Linked DNA regions of Mus musculus: region 1 is linked to region 2. A link is a contact called in public HiChIP or PLAC-seq data. All regions are on one chromosome and are shown on one strand. Each heading gives the region's core, a stretch centred on a gene start, on an enhancer-like site or on the middle of the called end of the contact. The rest is flanking DNA. Distances are from core to core; before and after follow the strand shown.

What was found. HiChIP or PLAC-seq counts read pairs in DNA pulled down with a chosen protein or histone mark.
Region 1: an H3K4me3 HiChIP or PLAC-seq map of embryonic stem cells shows a contact between it and region 2, with 19 read pairs. The contact joins the promoter of Dgcr6 here to the enhancer-like site in region 2. A contact is called at or near these places in 2 of 39 promoter capture datasets (3T3-L1-derived adipocytes and HPC-7-derived erythroid cells), 1 of 484 Hi-C or Micro-C datasets (brown adipocytes), 2 of 115 datasets of contacts at active chromatin or transcription factors (both in embryonic stem cells) and 3 of 9 other capture datasets (adipose tissue, liver and pancreatic islet).

What each region holds. Positions count from the first base shown.
Region 1 is chr16:18,063,220-18,069,937 of GRCm38.p6, reverse strand. It overlaps Dgcr6 (DiGeorge syndrome critical region gene 6), which reads right to left and starts at 3,535. Exons shown (of 5, transcript NM_001289814.1): 1 at 3,339-3,535; 2 at 3,082-3,242; 3 at 414-514. The coding sequence starts at 3,448.
Region 2 is chr16:18,015,880-18,023,279 of GRCm38.p6, reverse strand. No RefSeq gene overlaps it. Among named protein-coding and RNA genes, the nearest start is that of Vpreb2, 39 kb to the right of the region's middle. Within about 2 kb of position 5,644, at least 9 of the 459 cell types and tissues checked have an H3K27ac peak or open chromatin away from gene starts, as enhancers often do. A contact at or near this core is called in embryonic stem cells, where this site is marked.

The DNA.
Region 1 (6,718 bases), core at 2,286-4,785, 49 kb before region 2:
CCCCAACAGTCCCAGCTGGAAATGCCTTTGAGATCTGTCATTCATCCCTTGGAGCCACTGCCCTCATCCCCAGCATCAAGGCTTGTTGATTTCCTGAGGGTCTACATCTGCCCCTGAGCTCCCTGGCCTCTTCCTGACTGGTCTTTGTCATCTCAACATTGTGCTTCATCACCTGAGATGGAAAGGGCAGGGTCCCAACTCAGTGACTGCTCTATAAGCACAGAGATGCTTGTTTGCCAGGACAGGGGAGTGACAGATGGGCTGTGACTCTCCTCAGTCACCATGGGAAAAAGTCATGAGTTCACCAACCCTTCAGCACCCATTAGCTCTGCCTTGGACCACCCTCAGCCCCGCCACTGAGCCAGCTAGTACCCATGAGGAGTCAGGCCTAGCCATCTAGTCCCAACTCCTACCTCCAGCTCACGCTGCTGAGCTGCCTGGAGCACTGGCAAGTTGTGGGGCCGGCAGGACTGCTGGGCTTCCAGGTGCTTCTGCCTTAGAGTCTGTCTGAGCACTGTGAGGAAGGGAGAGAGGTCCATCAGCAAAAGCAGGTGTTGGGAAGACAGGGGCAGCTGGGTGAGAGGTCTAGTTCAAGGAAGCACTTCCCAGAAAGCTGTGGGGAGTTTTAGTCCCTCAAGGACTGCTCTCAACCAGCACCCTCCTTTACCTCCACGGTGCTGACAGGGCTGTGTAGGTTAGGCAGGTATAGCAAAGATCAGAGCTCAGTACAACCAGGGCAGGAACAGGGGGCAGACAGGTGCCTGAGGCAGGTGGCCTTTGGTCTCAGGTGGCCCAGTTCTAGCTTTCTTGGACATCCTCCAAAGGATATCACACAGGGACTCTGGGTGAGTACTTAAGCATTCAAGAGCTCAAAGCCCATACAAGGAGGAAGGGGGCTCTGTCTGCCAGTGGTGCAGTGTGTTGAATCAAGCTTGGTGCTACCCTATGGGTAAGCAGAGCAGCCCCTGCTTGGCAGCCAGGAGGTGAAGCCACATACTGTGAGCCTACAGGGTTCTGTGCTGGGAAGTCCTTACCCTCTGCTAGCAAGCAAAGTACCCAGTCCCTGGTAAACTGCCACACACGTAGACATGCCCTAACGGGCAGAGAGAGAAGGGAGCACAGGGTGCTAAGTACTCACTATCACAAAACGGAGCGCACCACACCCAAAAACACGAGTGTGGCTGGCCGGCTCTGAGAAAGCCAACACCTTTATTCCTAGAGGAGATTCATGGGACAGCTCTATTCAGAAGGGTCCCTGGGGTTCCCTTAAATCTGACAGCCTCGGCAGTGCTTACAGCCTCCCCTAGGTCTTGGCATTTTATGTACCCCAGTGATACCATTTATCATTGCTGTTTGAAACTGACTTAGTCTATCATAAGTTCATCAACACAAGGGCAAAGAAGAGATGGCCTGCTTGTCTGGTTGCAGTGAATATGAAGTAGTCAGAAGGCTTGGGGCAGCAGGTACATGTGTGAGACATCATCTCCTTCAGTCCACTTATCCAATACTGCAGAACATCCCAGGTCAGTTCCCAGAGTCCACACTGGCTCCCTGCTCACTAGGGACCTGGCCATGGTAATGTCCAAGGACAGCAAGGTGGCCCATGCCAGCCACCACCTTCTGTATCTGGCTGAAGGCAGCAGAGGCACTCACTGCCAGGTGTATCAGCCTAGTTCAAGCCTTCTGAAAGACAACTAGCAAAGGCTTGAAGCAGGTACCAAGAACATCCCACCCAAAAGGGCTCTATAGGATGATGAGCAGCTCCACAGTGAAATCAGGGGAAGAAGAAGTCAGTGGTGTCTTTCCTTCCTGGTGATGGAAGCAAGTGCTGGAAGAATGGTGGAAGCAACAGAAGGAACAAAGCCTCCTCCTGCTTACTGGAAAGGATGAGCAAGGTAGGGCCTGGCCCAGACTTGGAATTTCACCACTGGAGAGGCTGAGACAGGACAGCCAGCTCTAGACAACACAGAGGAACAGTCTCGGAAAACCAAAATGGAAAAGAATGAACTTAGTCGTGTACTTTAGGCTTGTGAACTAGATATACCACATACCTCCATCAAAACATTAAAAAGAATAAAGAAAAGCACAGCCGGGCTGGTGAGATGGCTCAGTGGGTAAGAGCACCCGACTGCTCTTCCAAAGGTCCGGAGTTCAAGTCCCAGCAACCACATGGTGGCTCACAACCATCCGTAACAAGATCTGACGCCCTCTTCTGGTGTGTCTGAAGACAGCTACAGTGTACTTACATATAATAAATAAATAAATCTAAAAAAAAAAATTATTAAAAAAAAAAAAAAAAAAAAGAAAAAGCACAGCCACTCAAACATTTGGTGAAGAACTAAAGCTCTCGGAGAACAAGAGACTTCTCAACACATTCTGAGGCATTACCTTCATCCCCACACAAATATTACAAGATGCATTCCTAGAATACAATTCCTTTCTGGGATTTAGAAATCAATGTCTCACGAGAGTAACAGCAAAACCATCTGATCATCTCCACAGGAACTGCAAAAGATTTCAACAAAATCCAACACCTATCTCTAATGGGAAAATCCTGTCTGGCAGCACACAGGCATTGCCAGAAAGGCAGAGTATGTTTGCATGTAAATGTAGCCCAATATAGAAAACCTGCTTAGCAGGTGAGAAGCCCTGGGTTCAGTCCTCAGTTTCAAAATCCAAAGCAATAACAAAGCCCAAAGATCTATAACGTAGCATGGGGACATCGTCACACTATTCTTTCCTAAAATGTTTGAACCGAGTCAAGCTTGAACAAATAAAATGGAAAGGAGATCTGATGGTACAACGGAAGATGCCTAGTATAATTTATAGGAGGAGGTGATCAAGCCTGATACTCAATGGGAAGGTGCTGGAATAATGGATTATCTCTGTGGTAGCACACAGCTATCAACAGACCTACAAGCAGCGAGGTCCATCAAGCCTAGGAGGATGTGGGTACTCTAGGGAACGCGAGTAAGAAGTTTCTGGACAGCAGACTAAAAGGATCAGCATGGCTCTGCACCCCCTGACCCGAGGCTCCCGCGGCTAGGGACGCCCTAGGGAAGGTCCCGTCGCCCCCTGCACCTCGGTGTTCGTTCTGCAGCCGCAGTCTCTGGTTGTAGAGGCTCTTCTCAGTGAGGTGCTGAATCTCCAGAAGACCCTGCACGATTTCAAACACCGTTCCGTCGAGCAGCGCCAGGGCCAAGTCGCTGAGCGTGGTGTAGGACAGGCGCTGCTGAAAGGAGCTGCGGGTAGATCGCCGGGTGAGCGCGGCCGCGGCCCTGGCCCCGGCTCCGGCCCCGGCCCCGGCCCCGGTCCTCCCGCCGCCCGTCGCCGCGCACCTGGGCAGCTCCTTGACCAGGCTCTGTAGTGCTGACAGCAGCTGGTAGTGCCGCTCCTGCTGCCGGGCCCGATCCGCCGCCTCATCCCCGGCGGCCGCATAGCGGTCCATCGCGCGGTTTACCGCGCGGTCCCCCGCCGCCCCTCTACTCGGTCTCCTAGGGTGCCCCGGCGCGCCCCGCCCCCTCACGTCATTCTCCAGCGCGAACGACGCATGCGCCCCGCCCCTCCGGTCGGTCTCCGGCCGTTCACCGTGGTGCGTCAGGCACAATAAGACGCGCTCCACCCACCAGGGAGACTGCTTGTAAGCGCTTTGTCCTAGGGAGAAGAAATAGGGGCTCGCTGAGCTCCCAAGTGGTGCTGACCTTGGAGGTGCGCGCCCAGGGCTCTGCATTCTGGTGTTTTAAAGAAGCAACTCTGGCCTGCTGGGTGTTTTAAAGAAGCCAGTCTGGCCTGCGCCTAGTGTGCGCAGACTGAGGCCACTGGAAGCTGGACACTCCCAGCGGGTTGTGATCCACCCTGGGGGACCTCAGGAAAACAGTACGGAGGAGAGCCAGCTTCTCTTTAGGGTTCTTATTCTCATTAATAAAAGACTTTAGGACAATTTTATTAGCGTTAAAGGATACCCCACCCCCACAAGGAAACCTCAGCGACTGCCTGGAAGTGGAGAGTAGATGAGAAAAGAGTCTTGTGAAGTTGAATTCATGCTGGCTCAACAGTCCTTTACCTACTGAGCCAGCCCCAGCCCCTGACAGTGTCCACATTCATAATTTAGTTTGCAGCATGAATAAGAGAAATGACACCTTCCTACAGCGTTTTTTTAAATAAAAATTACATTCCCTGATGTGCCATCTTTTTCCCTTTTATTACTATTTTAAAAATATAACTCTGTTGAATCATCCTGGTTACTTTCTTTTTGTTTTCCCTTTTGCCACGATAAGCTCTGAAGTAGTGAATTCAGATCTGGGTAACATAAATTACAGTGAAGAAACCTTGTGAAGTTTGAATGCAAATGACCCCATAGCCTCAGATATTTGGAAACTTGGTCCCCAGTTGGTGGAATTACTAAGGAAGGATTAGGAGGTGTGGCTTTATTGGAGAAAGAGTGTCACTGAGGGCTGGTTTTGAGATTTTAAAACATACACCATCCATACATTCTCTGTCTGTCTGTCTGTCTCTGTATGTCTGTCTCTGTATGTCTCTCTACCTCTGTCTCTGTGTCTCTCTTTGTCTCTCTCTCTCTCTGTGTCTCTGTCTGTCTCTTTCTGACTCTCTGTCTCTCTGTGTGAGTGTGTCTGTCTGTCTGTCTGTCTGTCTGTCTGTCTCTTTCTCTTGTCTCATCACTACCAGCACCACCTCATGCTTTTGAATTAAGATATAAGCTATCAGCTACTTCCCCAGGGCCATACCTGCCTACCTGGCTGGTGCCATGCTCTCTACCATGGTGGTCCTGGAGTCACCTTCTGAAGCTGTAAGACCCCCAACAAACCCTTCTGTAAGTTGCCTTGTTCATGGTGTCCTCGCAGCAATAGAAAAGCCTCTGAAACACCTGTGCATGGAGAAATAATTTGCATGAATAAATATACTCCAAAGTAACTGTAATTTAATGTTGACAGTATACCAAATTATGGTGAATCATTTAAATCAGACATTTAAAAGTCACGATCTGCAGCTGGGGATGTAGCTTAGTTGGTAGAGCGTTGCCTAGCATTCAAGATGCAGTGGGGTTCTATGTGCAGTATCACAGAAACCAGGCATGGTGGCGCATGTCTGTGATTCCAGTACTCAGGAATTGTAGGCATGGTCGGATGCGCAGGGGCATCTTTGGCTACATAGTGAGTTCCAGGCTGGCCTGAGATGCAGTAGACCCTGGCTCCAAAAGAAAGTCATTAATTGTTCACATACTCAACTCTGGATATTGGAGTGTGAGCAATCCTTGAACATCTTTTTAGCACACCAATTAGGATACAAACAGATCCTAAACAGGGACACATGCCTGAAACACATAGTATTAGTGTGTACCCCACAATGTCCCGTAGGCCACATATTACAGCCTATGACAGCTGAGAAGGATGAAGGCTAGAGCAACCATGGTACCATGCCATCTGTGATATCACATGACAGCTAATGGAAGATACATGCCTCTGACATATCATGTCACTAAATCATGTAAGACATCGTATGACAGCTGGGAGGATGGATGGAGACTGCCATATTACGTAATGATTCTCCACAGTGACCCAGAGGAGACTAGAGAGCACTGTGCTGTGTCACATCAGGCCGTTGTGCATATGTGGCACATTAAGATGATCAGGAGTGGAGGCCAGAGTTAATAGCTTTTTCCCTGTTGCTTAGTATGGCAGTCCAGAGATGGCATGCAGACAGTGAGCCACAGTCTGCCATAGGGATAAGGTGATGTCACCTGTGATATTGTGATGCCAGGGCTGCAATCTGTCCTTATGAGAATAAGGAATGTGTTTCTTCTCAGCTGTTAGACCAAGGAGGCTGTAAGCATATCAGGTCTGGGCCTTCAACCTATATAAAATGTCATGTACAATATAAGATGGAATACAGGCCTGAGATCTCTCTCTCTCTCTAAATATATATATATATATATATATATATATATATATATATATATATATATATATCAGCTGAGAAGAGAGAGGCATCAGTCACATGTCACTGTGTAATACATGGTACTACCCAACAGCTCAGAGAAGGCTCAAATTGGCTTGCACCATGTTACATATGATATATGACAACTGAGGCACATTTTTTTGTCAGTTTGTGTCACTACATAACACATCTAATATATAATACTTATCTAATAATTATAAGAGCTCACAGATGGACCAGACCTTGATTCATGTTACAGTGTTACTGAGGATGTCATGTAACATCAAAGATCATAAACCTCAGATGCACTATGTCACTGTGGCATATACCAAACCCTGCAGTGACTTAAAGAGGGGACATTCATCCTATTCATGTCACATATGTGTCACACAGCTTATGGGAGAGGATACACTCACCACTCACTTAGACTGTGTTGTCATGTGACAGCAGAGCAGGTGCATTAGGACAGCTGCTGATGGGACTGTGGAGACTAGAGGCACACTTGGTCACTGTGGATTATGAAATACCATACAGCAGCCAAAGGTATTGGAAAGCAAGTCGTGCTATATTGTTGGGCTGTGCACATAAGACTGGTCTCTGTACTGAGAACATCAGACTTCCTGAATGACTGGGTGCAGGTTAAATCTATGAATCATTTTGTTCAGCAGCATACACTGTGTGTAAGACATTGGTCATCTATGTGTGTGTGTGTGTGTGTGTGTGTGTGGTGAGGTATCAGCACACACACACACACATATATATA
Region 2 (7,400 bases), core at 4,395-6,894:
GTCAGGGACATCACAGGAGCCCCAAGCAGAGAACGTGTTCTTCATTGTCAGTGCAATGTTGCTCTTTGGGACATTTGAGGTGGAGCAAGCATGGCCAAGGATTAGATTTTAATTTAATTTTGATTAATTGGACATTTAATTGCTTAATGAAGCACATTAATTACTAAAGCACATTCATGCAGTGGCCACACTAGATAGCCCAGACTTCTAGAGTCCAAAGACGAGGAAGACAGAACTCTCTGTTCTGGGGCTTCCCTTGTAGAAGAACTGGCTACTGGATAGGCTCACACATCAATGGGTGTTTCCTGGGTGCGTGTACTCTGTGAGGCCCTGGGGTGTTGAAATAAAGTCAACATCTAAGTCCAGAGAAAGGCAAATAGGAAATAGTCAGAGGGGGTGGAAAGACCCCTGCAGGCAAGCTATCATCACATCCAGGCAGAGGGAGATGGAGGGCCAGGTCACTAGAATCCCACCCTCCTGTTCTTTGTCCCCGTGGTGGAGTTGGGCAGGTATATGCACAGGTGTGACCTAGCACATTGGACAGGGTGAGGCGAGAACTGTCACACACCTGAGGGAGATCACACTTAAGAACATGAGAAACTTGTGGGACAAGCTACACAAGGGAGAGCACTGTAATGAGAACATGAAGAGATCCTGCACTAACTGGAGTATCTAGGACCAAGATCTCTCTAGATCCCTCTATCTGTAAGCAGAACACAGAGTTTGGAAATTGATAGTCTTAGTACACGTCAGAGATGCTGTCAGGGTGACCAGACAGGAACAGCAAGGACCACTGGGAGCATGAGACTAGTCCTATCACTGTGTGTAGTGTGTCCGGCATGGAGTCCATGGTGCCTGTCTTCTCTGCAATCAGCAATATCCTGCAACTGTGCTAATGCAGCAATTATCTTGTGGCCTTCGGTTTAAATGTGGTTCTGGGCAGGACAACCATGGTTAACAGTTTCTACATTAGGGCTGGTTTGCAGGGAACTTCCAAGAGCAGGTGAACAATGGGGACTTGGCCCTGTCCAGGCTCCAGGAAAAGCAGGCCTTGGAGCTCTCTGTCTGTCCTGACCCTTGTCTTGTGCTCCAACATCTGTTTTGGAATGTGGTGGAAGGAATATAAACCAGACTCCTACACTGCCTCCCACCAAATTCCCCAAAGGCAGGTGCCTGACATCTCACTGTAGCTGAAGAACAAGTGGAGCAGGGAGTAACCACTCCTCCTTGGACATCTCAGAAGATGCTTGCACTGTGCAGAGACTCCAGCCACAGCTCATTCCTGCCAGGAAGGAGTGTAGTGATAACTGCAGTGGCCATGGCTAGGCTCAGGTGGTGATCCCAGTTACACGTATCCTTCCACTCTCTACATCTTCCTCCTTCTTAGGTCCAAATTCAGCCCAAGCTCGCCTCCCTGTGAAAAGCACTGTCCACTTGTCCTGCATTTTCAGTTTTGTAGCTCTCACTTTAGCCATTTAGTCAGAGTAGAGCCTTCAAGTACTGGGGGAAAACATTGCAGAACACAGGGCTTAGGGCAAGTGTATAGCCGAGAGCAGGGAAATGAGGTCACTCAGTCCAGTGGCTCTCTCGTCAGTGTAGGGAACAGAAGAAAAGGCCCAGCCCCACTGCAGCACTGATTGCAGCTAAGGAGAGCCCCTAATCTTTTGGGGACCTCAACTCAAGCCAAACTGGGGTTTGTGACTTTGATTCAAAAAAGAATTTCGGGACTAACCATTACAAGGCAGCATCCAGGTTTAATGAAGACTTTAATATATAGACTCAGGCATAAGGGTTAAAAGAAAGGGATGGTGCTCAGAAGACAGTGAGCTGCACCTAAGAGCACCGGCTGAGTGTCTGAGGGAATCAATGTTATTGTCTTACAATAACCATATGGAGGGCTTCAGTGGGGTTTGAAGCTATCTTCAAAGGGTGGCTAAGGATCTAACTGGGGCTGCAGGGTGGTTCCTGAGAGCCTTGACAGGATTACAATAGATAAGATTAAAGTTTACACCATAGGGGTGCAGGAAGTGGGTCATCTTCCCTGTAAACAAATGCTTGTTGAGATTCGCAGTAAAGGAGTCAGGCCCTTCCCAAGTCGGTGAGCCTGGTTTTGTTACTATGTTAAAGGAACCTAAGTGTTCTATATAAAACAGAAGGAGTGTCCTTGTTAGAATCTTCACAGTAAATGTCATCTGTGCTAGGACCCTTATTTCTTACCTGGGAAGGGGCTTCAACCAGACTCCAGGGAGGGCCTTCGCCCCAGTCCCAGGTCCCCAGACTCCAGGGCTGGGCCTTTGCCCCAATCCTGGGTCCCAAAGATTTTCTTTCTATCCTGGCCTAGCATCGTCCTCTTTTTCTTTTGGTGGAAAAAAATTGGTACCAGCAAAGCCATCAACATACACTCCTAGACCAGCACTTGGCTTCATTTTGTATTTGCATTGCCATAAACATCCTGACACTGCCAAGCAACCTAGAAAGTATTCCGAGTTCTGTCTGGCAGGGCAATTTAAGTGGGGACACTCGTGTCTCGGGGCTGAGTGTCTTGCTGCCCACCTTGCAGTGCAGCCTACCTCCCTCCTGGTGAGGGAAGCGAGAGCCTATACATGCACCTTTCATACCACATAGAGCATATTGTCCAGGGCACAAAACAAAACAAAACAAAAAAACCCCAAACAAACAAAAAAGCAAAGCAAAACAAAACAACAACAACCAAAAAACCAGTGAAGGCTGTGAAGGGATAGGAGTCTCATCTAGGAACCACATCCGAAGGGAAGGAAAAGATGCAGTTTCCACAGAGAGATTTGGAAATGAAAGCTGCTGTGACTGACATCCTCTCCGTACCCAGACCTAGTACGGTAGCAGCACCAGGGGCTTGCAGCCATGGGAAGATCTTTCTCTTGCTCCTTGCTTTAAAGGTAAGGTAGGGATTAATGATGAGGTTTCTGGTCATGGAAAGGTTTTGGGTATGCAATGGTGAGCCAGGGATGCCACAGTCCCTTGAGATGACTAAAGTAGCAGGAGAAGCAAGACTCAGGTATACCTGCAGGCTCTGTCCTGGTCATGTCACATTCCCAGAGGGGTGTGATCGAGGCAGAAGCTTAGAACCTCTCAGAGAAAGCAGAGGTCTCGGGGTCTAAGAAATAGGTCTGGGGTCTCAGGAAAAGAGACCACACAATCCAAAGTATTTCAAGGGGAAAAGTTCTCTGCAGAAAGGAGGATATGTAGCCATGCCAAATCAAGCAAGTATCATTCTTAACGAAAAGGGGTCCTGTGCCTCACTCCGAGTGCTCAGAACTTGACTCTGCCTCCTCACCCCCCCCTCCTTCCCAAACTCTTACATGGCTGGTTAGTGAGATCAATGCAGTTAGAAGCAAAGTACTTTGATCCTAGAGAAATGCTGACTTGGGCAGGGATTTTTGCAGGTGGTGTTTGTAAAACAGCTTTTTTTAAAAAATGGAATTTCTTTTGACTCTTTTAAACCTTGGGTAGAAAACACAACACATTTCATTTAAATCCCCACAGTTTCCCCTTTCACAGTGCCTTGTCATTCTTTAAATTCACCTAACATTTCCTGCTTTGAGGTATGGGACATAGAGGAAGGGCAGAAACTAGCTATGTGGTCACTGCTATTTTAATTAGGTGTTGGACTAATTGTCTTATGCATGGGCTCACTGATTTTTCAGATACCACCGTCTATGAAGAGACCGCACAGTAGTGCCCTGATGAGGAGCCCTGGTCCATTTCAATTTTCTTTTCAGCTTTTTATTAACATTTGGTCCTCAAGCTGTAAAGAAAGCGTTGGCAACTTGAGTGGTGGTCTGGGTAAGTGGGAGAGGCCTTGTAACCTAAGAGAAAGCAAATGGAAGGGAGGCCCCATGGGACCTCTGAGAAACTGATCACTAGTTTCCATGATGGGAAGGTCGATGGCCCTTGCCAGGCATGACAATCGATACAGCATTTCATAGATGATGCCTCTGTTACTGCTCTATTGCTGTGAAGAGATGCTGTGGCCAAGGCAACCCTTATAACGAATGCATTGAATTAGGACTTGCTTGCAGTTTCAGACGCTTGATCCAGTATTATCATGGCAGAGAGCACGTCGCCAGGCAAGTGTGGTGCTGGAGAAATAGTGAAGGCTACATCCTATTCCATGAGCAGAGAGAGAAGGAGAGTGCTGCAGACCCTCTTGGTCCCTTGTCTGCGTAGAACGGGTCTCTGGTTACAGGTGGACAAGGAGTCGGAGAATGACTGACAGACAGACTCAACACAGGAGATTGTATAGAATCTGAATGTATGTCACAAACTGAACACCAGTCTTATATAATACAGAAAATAAAGGGGGTAGGATGTCACAGCAGGCAAAGTACATTGAAATTACCTGACACAAAACAAAGGAATGACTTCAAAAGGACTTTCAGGAACCAGGTAATATTTACAGTAAAGATAAAACAGCTCTGCTTAGGGTCAGCTAATGACAGGTAAGGATTTCACACCCTAGTCACAATTTGTGCTACTCCTTTGAGCCTTATGAAAGCTAGCACCAGGGGGTTGTGCTCTAGCAGACCTTCTCATGAATAATGCAATACCACAAACCTCCTATTTCCTAGGCCTTGGTAAATTCTTGTATGAGTGTAACTTGGCTGTTTTTTTAAGTATCTGTGGAGAATCTCCATTTGTCAGAAGAATTCACCAACTTGCTTCTAATATGCAATGTAGCCTGCTATATCTGGCTGTAGTGAAGATTCTTGTCTCAGTGGGATTCCCTAACTCTTACATGGTAAACCCACCTATTAGCTAGGCCATTGTGTATTCCCTTGTTTGGGTGAGACTGGTTACTGTCCTAAGTAATCACTCTGCAGACTAGCCCTGAGCTATTCCAGTTCCGCTCTTTCTAATGCCTAATTAGTTTCACCATCTCTACTAGAAGTAAATTTGAATGTTACTGAATAGGTCACCTTCTCACTGAATTCCTACTGAATTCCAAGTTTGTCGGCTTCAAAGATTTTTTAGGATGTTGGAACACTGGCGAAGGCTTAGCTATGTCAGAATTCAATCTTAAAAGGCATTTATAATAAAATAATACTAAAAGAGAGCACGTGGATCCATACACCAGACTAACTCAGGGATAGGGTATGAGTATACAAGTTATGAGAATGCCAAGGTTCCAGGAGGTGAGTTTCTCTGAAACTCTTTGCCTCATGAGTGCTTCCAGGCCTCTCGGCCTGCCAGGCAGGCTTCACTGGAGTGTGCGTATCAGGAGAGGAGGGAAAGATCGAGAAAGGGGCTGGGGGGGGGGGGGATGGAGAGAGAGATTGGGAGAAAAAGAGAGAGGATTTTGTGTGGGCTTTTGAAGCCTCAAAGCCCTCCCCCATGACATACTTTCTCCAACAAGGCCACACCTCCTAATCCTTCTAATTTTTTTCTGCTCCCTGGAGACTAAGAATTCAAATATATGAGTCATTCTTATTCAAACCACTACAGACAGGATGGTCAATGGCCCTTTCCAGGCACGGCAATACTTGCAGCATTTCATAGGGCGACAGCACTAGGTGCTCTTGAGGGATGGAAAGGGGTCTAAGCAACGTCATGGGTAAGCACTTGGTCCAAGGCTGTGCTGTGTCTAGAATTAGCTCAGTGTCTGGAGTGCTCGGCTGTATAAAGGGCTGACTCTGCCTTTCAGTTTTGCCTGAGGAGGGAGACTGCTGAGGCGTACGATGGGTGGTCCTTTATGTAAACTTTTTATAATGCCTTCCAATACTTTGGAGATGAAGTGACCACCATTACCTTAATCTGTATTTTCTATAAGGCCAGTCATGGCATGACTGGTTCTCAGATAATCAATCACACTCCCAGCAGTGGAATCTAGAAGGGGCGGGCGCCCCACAGAGGTGGTCCCCTATCATTAGTAATTCAGGTTCTCTGCCACAGGTATTTCTGTCAATCCTGCGTGGATGGTTCCCAGGTCAGAAGACCTCCCTCTGAGATTTGTTTTCTTATTTACCATCTTTTTGTTATAATCAGATGAGTCATATACACTCACACCTGTTTAGCAAGGGTGTAGATCCCCCACTCAGAGATAACTTCTTTGTCACAACACATGTAGCCTGAAGGCCCCAGTGACCTCACAGGACGGGTAGGAGTGTTAGTTAGTTCTCTGTTGCTGTCATAGAACATCATGACCAAGATAACTTATGGAAGCTAGAGTTTGAAAGACCCACAACGTTCTGACTCCCCCACGTTCTGACTCAGGAGAGGTGACACCCCAAAATCACCCACAAGAAACAGGTCTTGCTGCAAATTGCAAGAGGATTTTTATTCAAGAGCGCTCTCGGGACCATAGTCATACACCACGCAGGGGTAGAGGACCATGGCGCCCCGAGTAGCTGGGTAAGGGGGTATTTAAAGGAAGGAACCACAACTTAAGGAAGTGGGGAGGGCGTTGTTGGAAGATACCAAAGATACCAGTTAAGAGTCACAAGGAAGTGTAAAGTTACAAGAGTCACAAAGAATACCTGGTAATTGTTAACTCTCAAGACAGCTTCTAAGAGCCCCTAACAATAGCACATTTGCATTGCAGGTTCTGGGTGACTTTCTTTAAATGAGCACTCTTTGAACCCAGGAAGCGGGTGGATGGAGGAATGTCGCAATTTGCTTTATGATTAGCATACCTTTACAAAGGCCACATTCCCAAGCCTGGGCCTAAAGGCCTAGAATTCTGTTTTTACGTTGTTATACTTTCATTCCCCCCTTCTACTTGTTAGTAGTTCTAATCTTAGAACTAGACACTATTTTTTTCTGACATACTTGATCCTTTACTTTAGGGCATGGTACTGTTGTTTTAAAACTAAAAGCCACACTGTACTAATTTTTGTTTTAATAAAGGTGACTTGCCTATTTAACATACATGGACCTATAATTAAAAGCAGAAGCAAAATCAAAAGGGGTCCCATAAAGGTAGAAAGTAGGGTCATCAAGAGTACAAGATAAGGGCCTTTCCACCGGAGTCTTAAGGTTTTCTGTGTGGAGACGTCTAATGTAGCAGGTCTTCTTCTCTTGAGTAGGCCTTCTGGAGCTGCTTTTTTGCTCGCTGTCTCACTCACTGGAGCACCTTGAGCCTAGAGAACAAAGGCTGGGAAAGCAGCATGTCAGCACTATGTACAGAGGCTATTTTTACCAGTGGAGGGGGCCCCCTGTAGAGTAATTTATAGGGGGGTCAGTCTAAACTGTCCAGGGGTGTTTCTATCCCTGAAGAGCACAAAGGGTAGGAGAGCTATCTAATCATAGCGCCAGTCTCCGCTGTCAATTTGGTAAGGGTCTCTTAATGGTTTTATTCATTTTTTCTACCTGTCCTGAGCTTTGGGGCCTGCATGCACAATGTAACTTTTAACCAATCTCTAATA